Regions from separate parts of the Gossypium hirsutum genome. Here region 1 is linked to region 2. Evidence: chromatin contacts called from public Hi-C data. All regions are on one chromosome and are shown on one strand. The core of a region is the stretch at or near the end of the contact, and the rest is flanking DNA. Distances in the headings are between cores, read along the strand shown. Region 1 overlaps LOC107953139 (ubiquitin C-terminal hydrolase 13). Region 2 holds the start of LOC107953140 (putative axial regulator YABBY 2).

The links. Hi-C and Micro-C count contacts between places; a contact is called where the count stands out from the background.
Region 1: a contact with region 2 is called in a Hi-C map of petal, with 2.6 times the contacts expected there. The contact joins the enhancer-like site here to the promoter of LOC107953140 in region 2. A contact is called at or near these places in 10 of 34 Hi-C or Micro-C datasets (callus, hypocotyl, leaf and 2 more).

The regions. Positions count from the first base shown.
Region 1 is chrA07:21,986,442-21,990,986 of Gossypium_hirsutum_v2.1, reverse strand. LOC107953139 (ubiquitin C-terminal hydrolase 13) reads left to right here. Exons shown (of 32, transcript XM_041117764.1): 29 at 1-82; 30 at 307-381; 31 at 476-562; 32 at 2,179-2,481. The coding sequence ends at 2,190. Among protein-coding and RNA genes, the nearest start is that of LOC107953139, 15 kb to the left of the region's middle. Within about 2 kb of position 2,141, at least 2 of the 9 cell types and tissues checked have an H3K27ac peak or open chromatin away from gene starts, as enhancers often do. A contact at or near this core is called in leaf, where this site is marked.
Region 2 is chrA07:21,915,505-21,919,791 of Gossypium_hirsutum_v2.1, reverse strand. It overlaps LOC107953140 (putative axial regulator YABBY 2), which reads right to left and starts at 2,734. Exons shown (of 6, transcript XM_016888374.2): 1 at 2,188-2,734; 2 at 516-635; 3 at 1-91. The coding sequence starts at 2,256.

The DNA of each region.
Region 1 (4,545 bases), core at 892-3,391, 72 kb before region 2:
GATTCATGAAGGTGAGACACTGGCTGAAATAAAAGTCCGAATACAAAAGAAGCTGCAAGTTCCTGATGAGGACTTTGCTAAGGTTTGTTGTACTTCCTGAATCCTAAGTGAACTTGTGCTCACTGGTTTACCCTAATTCTTAGTGTGTTCAACCCCTTTTCTCTCTCCTCTTTTTGAATTTGAATTGATGTATAGTAGGAACTCTGATGGTGATGTATCCTCTGTTAATATTTCTTTTTAACTAGTTTTTCCTTTTCAGTTATGTATTCTCCGTTTTATTTATATGAATCCTATTTGTTTTTTCAGTGGAAGTTTGCATTCCTCTCACTTGGCCGGCCAGAGTACCTTCAAGATTCTGATATTGTATCTAGTCGTTTTCAGGTGTGCACATTGTTTTGCTTATAGATATTCGAAAAATTTTCCAAGTTTCATTAGGATGTTACTCTAATTTTGGTTTTACTATACATATACTCAGAGACGAGATGTTTATGGTGCTTGGGAGCAGTATCTTGGGCTGGAGCACTCTGACAATGCTCCGAAAAGAGCTTATGCTGCTAATCAGGTAATAACCATAAAGTATTCCCAAAGTTTCAGCAGAAATCAGTTGATAACAAACATACCCTAAGGATAAAGATATTCTTTAAGACTGCGATTAATATATCTGCTTTTTCCAAGTCCATGAAAATGACTGGCCTTTGGAGATGCCTGGAATAGTAGACTCTAATAACATCACGCTTCTTTGCAGAACCGGCACACCTTTGAGAAGCCTGTTAAAATATACAATTAGGGACTATTTTAGATTTTACCTCCCTTTGGTGACATTGCACAAAAGAGTGGCACTCTACATGAACTAAAAGCAAATGACAATGTGAGGCAACAAGTTAGCACTGAAATGGCATCTGTGACCTTTGCTTGTTGATTTGTTGGATAAATGTAATTCTTTCGCTAGTGTCGATTCAAAGGACTACTTCCTTTTACGTAATCAAAGTGTGCATCTGCAAATGACAATTACGATCCGCTGAGGTTTTTGCTACTACTTTCCGTCTTTAAATCGAGGTTGGTTGGTTGGTTCAATCTTCAATCAAAACGTAAATGGGGGCAAGTTGCCTGTGTAATTTGTCAGTACATAAACAAGATTTTGATTATTAGTGAATTTATGTATACACAGTATAGTTGGGAGAAGGTTGTGATTTTTGCCATTCCCTTTGGTTGGTTGCCCTGATTTTGTCCATGTAGATCATCTGATGCATTTAGCATTAGCTGCTGCCCTTTGTAATGGTTGATTGCCATTCTTTTTCAAGCCTATTATTATGGCTTATTATTATATCTAAAGATTCTCTTCATATTTGCGCTACTTTTGCTTAACTCTGAAATGCCAATCTCAATCATTACTGATTTCTTTTTATAGTGAACTTGTTTTTATATGAATACAAATCTGAGTTTGGTATTATGATTCGGAGTAATCCAAAGTAAATCAAATTTATTCATAATAATGGGATATATTTTATTTTCCATTTTCTTGTTTCTCTTGAGAGATATTTTCCACTCTGTCGAAACAATTACCTATTTTGTTATAAAGATATACAATTTAGGTACTGCTTTTTTTTTCTCCTACCTATTGTAGGCCTTGTCATGGTGATATTATTTTTTTAATGGTCCATGTCATGGGGTTCATGGTTGTTTTTTTTTTAATAATGTTATTTTCAAAGTTTATGATAAATTGTAATTTTAAATCTTTTATAAACTCAAGGTGTGGTGTGTGGAACTTTTTAGTGGTAGAATTAGAAAGCTTGTTTACTAACAAAACTGTTTTATACCTATAACCACTAGCTTTTATGTTATCATATTTTGTTTCCAAAGGTTGTTAATTAGGGACTCTAATTCTTTTACTGTAATTGTATAACTGGTGATTGACCACTGAATTAAACTGATTGATAGCCAATTCACGACTAAACTGTTTCAATATCTCCTTGCCTACCTGCATGCTTAAGTTCAGATTCACTTTGTGGATGCCTGTCATCTAAGTAAATTCTCGATTAATAAAAAAAGAATTAAGGAAAATGACAAAAGATTAGATATATACATAGGATAAGGTGGAGATGTTACATTACCTTTTTTCCCTACTGAGTTTTAGTAGTATAGTGGACCTTATCTCCTCTCTTTTCCTTTTTTGTGCAGGATGTGACTTGACTTCAATCATAATTGTATTAACATGGTACCATGAGCTCGGTAACTGCAGGACCAATTCTCCCTCACCTCACCTCCTATGTGGTTCCCATTTCTCATTCACTTTAGCCAAATTGGTTTTTCTCCCCCATAGAAATTCAGTTTCAACTTTCAACCTTTACTTTGTATCAATGATTGCTTATTATCAGTTGTCTTTTATATCTATTAACATTTGTTTAAAGAGAAGATGGGCAAAAATTAAACGAACATGCAAAAAAAGAAAAAAAGAAAAAGGAATTTGGAACTTTTATGGTACAATCTTTTTTATGGGTGTTTTTTCAACATTTGGCGTTTGAATTTAAATCCGCTAGACAGAGCAAAGTTAGAAAATCATTATAGGGAATAAAATTGAAATAAAATTTTTGGGGTAAAAATTTAATTATACCGTTATATTAATTTATAATTTTATAAGGATTTAAACTGCAATTTATTATTTTTTAAGATCAAGGCCAGGCTCTTCTAGATTTACGGTTGCCGCAAGATATGTGTTCTTAAAATATACGATAAGCTATATATCTTTTCTTGAAAATAGTGAGATAAGTATCAAAGCTCGGAAAGTACATTTTATGGCATTTGAACAGTGAACTTGAAACTGGGGAATTATATTTTATAGCACTAGAAGTGGAACCACAAAATCTCAAGCCTCATCTTCACTCTTATTCTCACAACCATTCTCTCCCCTTCAAATCTAGAAGCTTTAAACAAATAAAGTTGTTTTTGACTTATTAGTCATGATTCATGTCAATAGGTTCAGATAGTTGCTTGCCCTAATCATGACATGTCAATGTTTTATTAACATCAACTACATTGAAGCGGTCCAATTTGAAACATTGTCACGTGACATAATTGGATTGAGTTATTGTCATTTAATTAAGTCGGTGAACTTTGGTTCCAATTTTTCTCAATTATTGTTCGTCTGGAATGTTTAGTAAATCTCAACACTCGAACAAAATAGGAAAAGTATTATTAAATTAAAAAAAATTGAGAGAATAAAGTTTTATCATGATAATTGAGATATTATATTGAAGATATTATTTTTTTTTCTTATTATATTTTGGTATATAAAAGAATTACAAGTAAATAACTATTGAGGTTATAATAAAGTGCAACCACTAATTTTATTTCTAAAATTAAAAAGTGTAAAATTAATAATAAAAGTTTTAAGGAAAAATGGTTGATGGGGTGTTGACTGTCGATGGAGCCTTAGGACGAGCAATGAAGAAGATCTGGAAGAGGTCGAATGAACCTCTGGATCTTGATGATCCTATTGTGGATGGAGCGGGGATGTCAATTGGCTTAGGTCAGAAAACCACTGTGTCATGGAAAGACAGGTTGTTAGGTACCTTTGGCGATATTAGCTTGTTGCAAAAGGATGAGGATTTCATCTTAAATGAAGGCAATGCTGTGAAGGAAGTGGTTGATGGGATACCTTCGATTAAGTTTTCTGAACGGGTTCATGATTTTATTGCATAACGAATGTCCAAGATTGTGATTGTGAAGCTCCTTGGTCGGAGGATTTCGTACCATGCTATGTCAAATAAACTTTAGTCAATATGGAAAACAAAACAATCTTTACAGATGCTTTGTAACACCTCTAACCTGTCTTCGTTGTCGGAGTAGGGTTACGGAGTATTACAATACAAAGCAGAACATCTATTATCAAATAGCATCAAGTTTTCTAATTAATTGTCATCATTTATATTGTCATGTAATTTAAAGTGAAACATACACTCATTGGCCTAAAATCAGGTCTACGAGGCCTTAAAAATAGTTTAGAAATAATCAGGGACCAATTAGAAACAAATCAGAAGATTTAGTGAAAATATGAAAAATTTCAAAACAGGGGGCACATGGCCGTGTGATAGAGCCCAAATCGTGTGGCTTAAGACATGGTCGTGTGGCTACTTCACATGCTCGTGTTCGCTGACCGTGTAACTAACTGTATCCATGTAATATAAGGTCACATGGTAGTGTCGCCAGGCTGTGTAACTCTCTGTGCCCGTGTGAACCAACCTATATTGAATACAAATAAGGCACAAGGACACACGGCCTCGTGACAGTTCGTGTCCCAAGTCGTGTGCATCCAAATTCAAACCAAAACTTGTCATTTTCACTCCCAAATGCTTATGTACCTAAACATACCAAAAGCACATTCATACAAGCTCTCAAAACACATTCAAAAACACTCAAAGCATGCCAAACAATCAACTTAGGTGCCTAACCATTATTGACACCACAATTCAAATAATAATCTGTTTTCACTAGAATGTTGTCAATGAACAATATATGGATATGAGTACACAGTTAACCATCTGGAAA
Region 2 (4,287 bases), core at 1,485-3,984:
CTGTAGAATCAACTGCAGAAAACTTGTTGCATTTGGAAGAGGATCCACATTCCTTATTTGAATGATCTTCATCAATGGTTATCTGCTGTTTCTACAAGACAAAACAAACAAGTAAATCATCCAAAGAACTTGTCCCACAAAGCCTTTAATAACATTTAAGTAAAGAAAAAGGTAAAATTCTATTGAACCTAAACTTGGGGCATAAGCTAAAGATTTAGCCTCAAAAAACCCTATAGGAGAAACTAAAAAGTTGGAGAATAAAGCAGATGAAAGAGGTTGAAATCATCTGAAACAAACAATGATTGACTCATATCCTATCTTATGAACCCATAAAATAATATGCTTTGGAACCTTTGGTCACTCAAAGGGAAAGTGTAATATTATATATTATTCCTTGTCTTACTACTAACATTCTTTGTTAAATTATTATTTTATTTAATTAATATTTGAGGAAGTGATAAGAATGTCCCGAAAAACCGGGGGGGGGGGAGCACCAAAAAAGAAGCTGAAATTACCTGAGCATCTTGACTGGGAACTGTTTGAAGTGAAGTTCCCATATTTACAGACAGCAGATTAGCACAATGCCCACATCTAACAGTCACGATGTTGAACGCACTGTTGCATGGAACACTAACCTGCAAAGGTTACCATTTCGGAATTGTTAATGGTTATTAATGTCGTGACACCTGCTCAAAATGCAACCATGTCTGAAACTTTTAAGCTTTGTCAGCACAGCATGCCATCAACCCTATCTTTCTCTTTTGGTCATTCAAAGCTGTTTAAAACAATTCCAAACCCTAAGCAAGAAATCCAAGCCTCATATCTATTTAGATTCCAAAATTCCCACATACAGTCTTCAGATCTGCCATATACAGACCCAGAATACCCCCAAAACACTGAAGTTTCATAATATAGAAACTTGGAACATCCCAAGCCCTGCCAAATCAGTTTGACGCAAGGAGAAACAGAAGCGAAAGCATTCATGAACTAATCCTTTCAAATTTTAATGTGGGTCTCTTTTATATCAGATGCCAAATTACATGGGCAAATAATTATAACTATTAACTTTAAAGGACTTCTTCCAATATCTGCTTTCCTTTCGGTGCGCCTGACACCGCAACCAAGATTATAAAAGATAGGAAAAACACACACACGCGCATATGTACAAGCCCTGATTGACGTGAGAGAAAGAGAAAGATGAAAAGAACGTGACTAGATTGTATTTTAAATGTATTTTTTGTTGGTTTTCAAAAGGGTTTTGCTTAACAGAGGCATGTTTATATATGAATGAAGAAAAAAATAGTTTAGGGGTACCCCATGATTTCTCTCTTGGCCAAGCTCTCTCTCCACAACCTCTTTGTGTAAGGAAAGAAAAAAACCCTTTTTGTACTTAAAAGGTCAGACCGACCCCAACCTATGCAACCGATTATATAATAAAGAAGTTGATGATGATATCATCGAATATCGATCATAAATAAAGTGCGTTGTTCCAGTGCTTGGTTAGAAAACAAAAGCAACACTGCCTTAAAGAGGAAAAGATCTTTGAAAAACCATTATTTTAATTTCCAGCTTTGACCAGAAAACATAAACATGAACTTGCATTTAGAGATGACTCTAGTAAATCGGACATGAAATACCATAACCATGAGGTTGAAATGCAGAAAATGAAAGAAACTCGTCAATTTTTTGACTTGTACATTGACCTGGAAGAACCCTAGGCCTAGCCTACCTGTAGCTATCTCGGGAAAGTTTTATCACTCACTTGCCCAAGCTTTCATTTACTTGCTCATGAGAGATCAAACTTTGAAAGGGCCGTCCAGAATGCTTTCACTTCGCTCCGAATACAACACTTGTGCTTGTTTTAGATGGGAATTCTAGATCGTTGCTTTTAGTCATTTTCCAAGTTAAAATCAAGAAAAATCTCACGATCCATCAACCATGAATCATGTAGGTAACGTGGATTTTTTGGGGCATTTTCCAGGTTAAATCAAGAAAAATCTCCCACTTTGTTCTTCGAGAAAATAACGAAAACTATTTCAACAAACAGAAACAAGCCAGTCATGGCAAATTCAACTCACTTTTACAGAAAGGAAAGACATTTAAAATAAATAAATAAAGTGAACATAACAAACACGTTGAGAGGTGAAGAAAGAAAGAAATATATTGTAATGGAATTCAGTGCAGTACCGCTAAAATGGTGTTGCAGAAGTTGCAGTGAACATACCAAACACGTTCAGATGTCAAGCCCATTGACATTTTTTCCCCTCTCTTTTGGTTTCTCAATACCTTTTTTCTCCTAACTATATAATGTTCCTCAACAACAAATGAAGGAAAAGAAAAAGAAAGAGTAGCATAAATGGATCAAGGTTGAAGAGGAGAAGAATAGTAACAAGAAAGGGAAGATGGTAGGACGACAAAGAACAAGAAAATTATTGGGTATTGCTTGTATTTTATATGAATCAATTATAGGAGACAGAGGGATTTGAGAAGTGTACAAAAAATATGATATGACAAGTCCAGTCCAATCGGGAGAGAGAAATTAGGAAGAAAGTAGTGAAGTAAATATGGTGGGAAGGAAATGGAAAGAACGGCAAAGAAAGGAAAGGAAGAGAGAGAGAGAGAAAGGGGTGTTATGATTGATGGAATGAGTGGGTGAAAATCGTCCTGCTTTGAGTAGCGGACGAAGGGGGGTTGGCGAGGGCGGGGGCGGGGGCGGGGATATATTAATGCTTCCGAATGTTTTAAGCCGAAGTATACAAGAAAATGGGTATTATCTTCAATTTCGAGTTTTAATTCAAAGTACGAAAATAAACTTGAAAATAATTAATAAGAGGATGATTGCAATTGTTAGGTAATTTGTATTTTCAAAGAAAAGATATAGCTTCTAATTTTAGCGATGATATTGTTGGGAGAGATAAGCATAAATCTTAAATATGAATTGTAAAATGAATATATTAAATATATAAAAAAAAGTTTGAAAATAATTAATAAATGGTTAGGTGCAATGATAAGATAAATTATACTTGTAAGGGGAGAATCTACGTTTGAACTTTAAAAATAACATTGTTGAGAGGAGTAATCACAAAAATTCCAAACACAGATATGAATAATATAAAAAAAATCTCAAAATAATCGTAAAGATAAATAGTCTTCAAAAGTAGGTAATACTTAATTTTTATTTATAAAAAGTAGTATATACTTTTTAAATGTTAAATAAATTTAATATTAAAAATAATGGGTGTTTTACCCAAAAATGCCCTTTAAATAATATAATTACGGAAATGGGCCGTTTATTGCGTTATTTACCGGATTAGGCTGTTTTCCACGAAAACGCGTCCACGTAAGCGCGATTTCAGAGTACATGTCAACAAAACGCTTCCCTGGGGAAGCGCTTTGTCCACATCAGCAAAAAGCGCGTACTTGAGGGTGCGCTTTGTTGACGTGGACAAAGCGCTCCCCTAGGGAAGAGTTTTGCCTTTTTTTAGGGTTAGGGTTTTATTATTTAATTGATTTAGGGTTAGGGTTTTTATAGTTTAAGGTTAGGGTTTTGTAAGGGTTTAGGTTTTTTTGAGTTTTAAGGTTTAAGGGTTTTAGGAAAAAAAATTAATTGAATTGGGGTATAAATTAACTATTAATTTTAAATACTAAATATTAAAATAGAGTTTAGGGTATTAGGGTTAATTGATTAAATTATGGATTGATTTAGGGTTTAGGGTTAATTGATTAAATTTAGGGTTAATTGATACATACAAGAAAAAAATTCTCAAAGATAATATGATTGCAGCAAATATACATACTTGCGCTATGTTAAATTTAGGGTTTTGAGAAAAAAATAATTGAATTAGGATTTAGGGTTTAAAGATTAATTCATTAAATTAACTATTAACTTTAAATACTAAATACTAAATTAGAGTGTATTAGGGTTAATTCATTAAATTAGGGATTAGGGTTTAGTTTTTTAAAATAAATTTGTGTTTAGGGTATTAGAAAAAACATATAAGCAATATAAATTTTTTTGTCATAGGTTTTAAGGTTTAGGGTTTTTGCAAGAATAATTCTAAGCAGACATTTCTGGAAAAATAGTGTCAGAAAACGCTTCAAGCAGGATGCACTGTCAGCAAAATTTTCGAAAAAAGCTCCTACGTGGACGCTCTTTTGCTACAGTAGTTCTTAGAAAAATAATTTTGAGTAGACGTTTCTAAACAAATAGTGCCGAAAACGCTTCAAGCAGGATGCACTGTCAGCAAAATTTCTAGAAAAAGCTCCCACGTGGATGCTCTTTTGCTA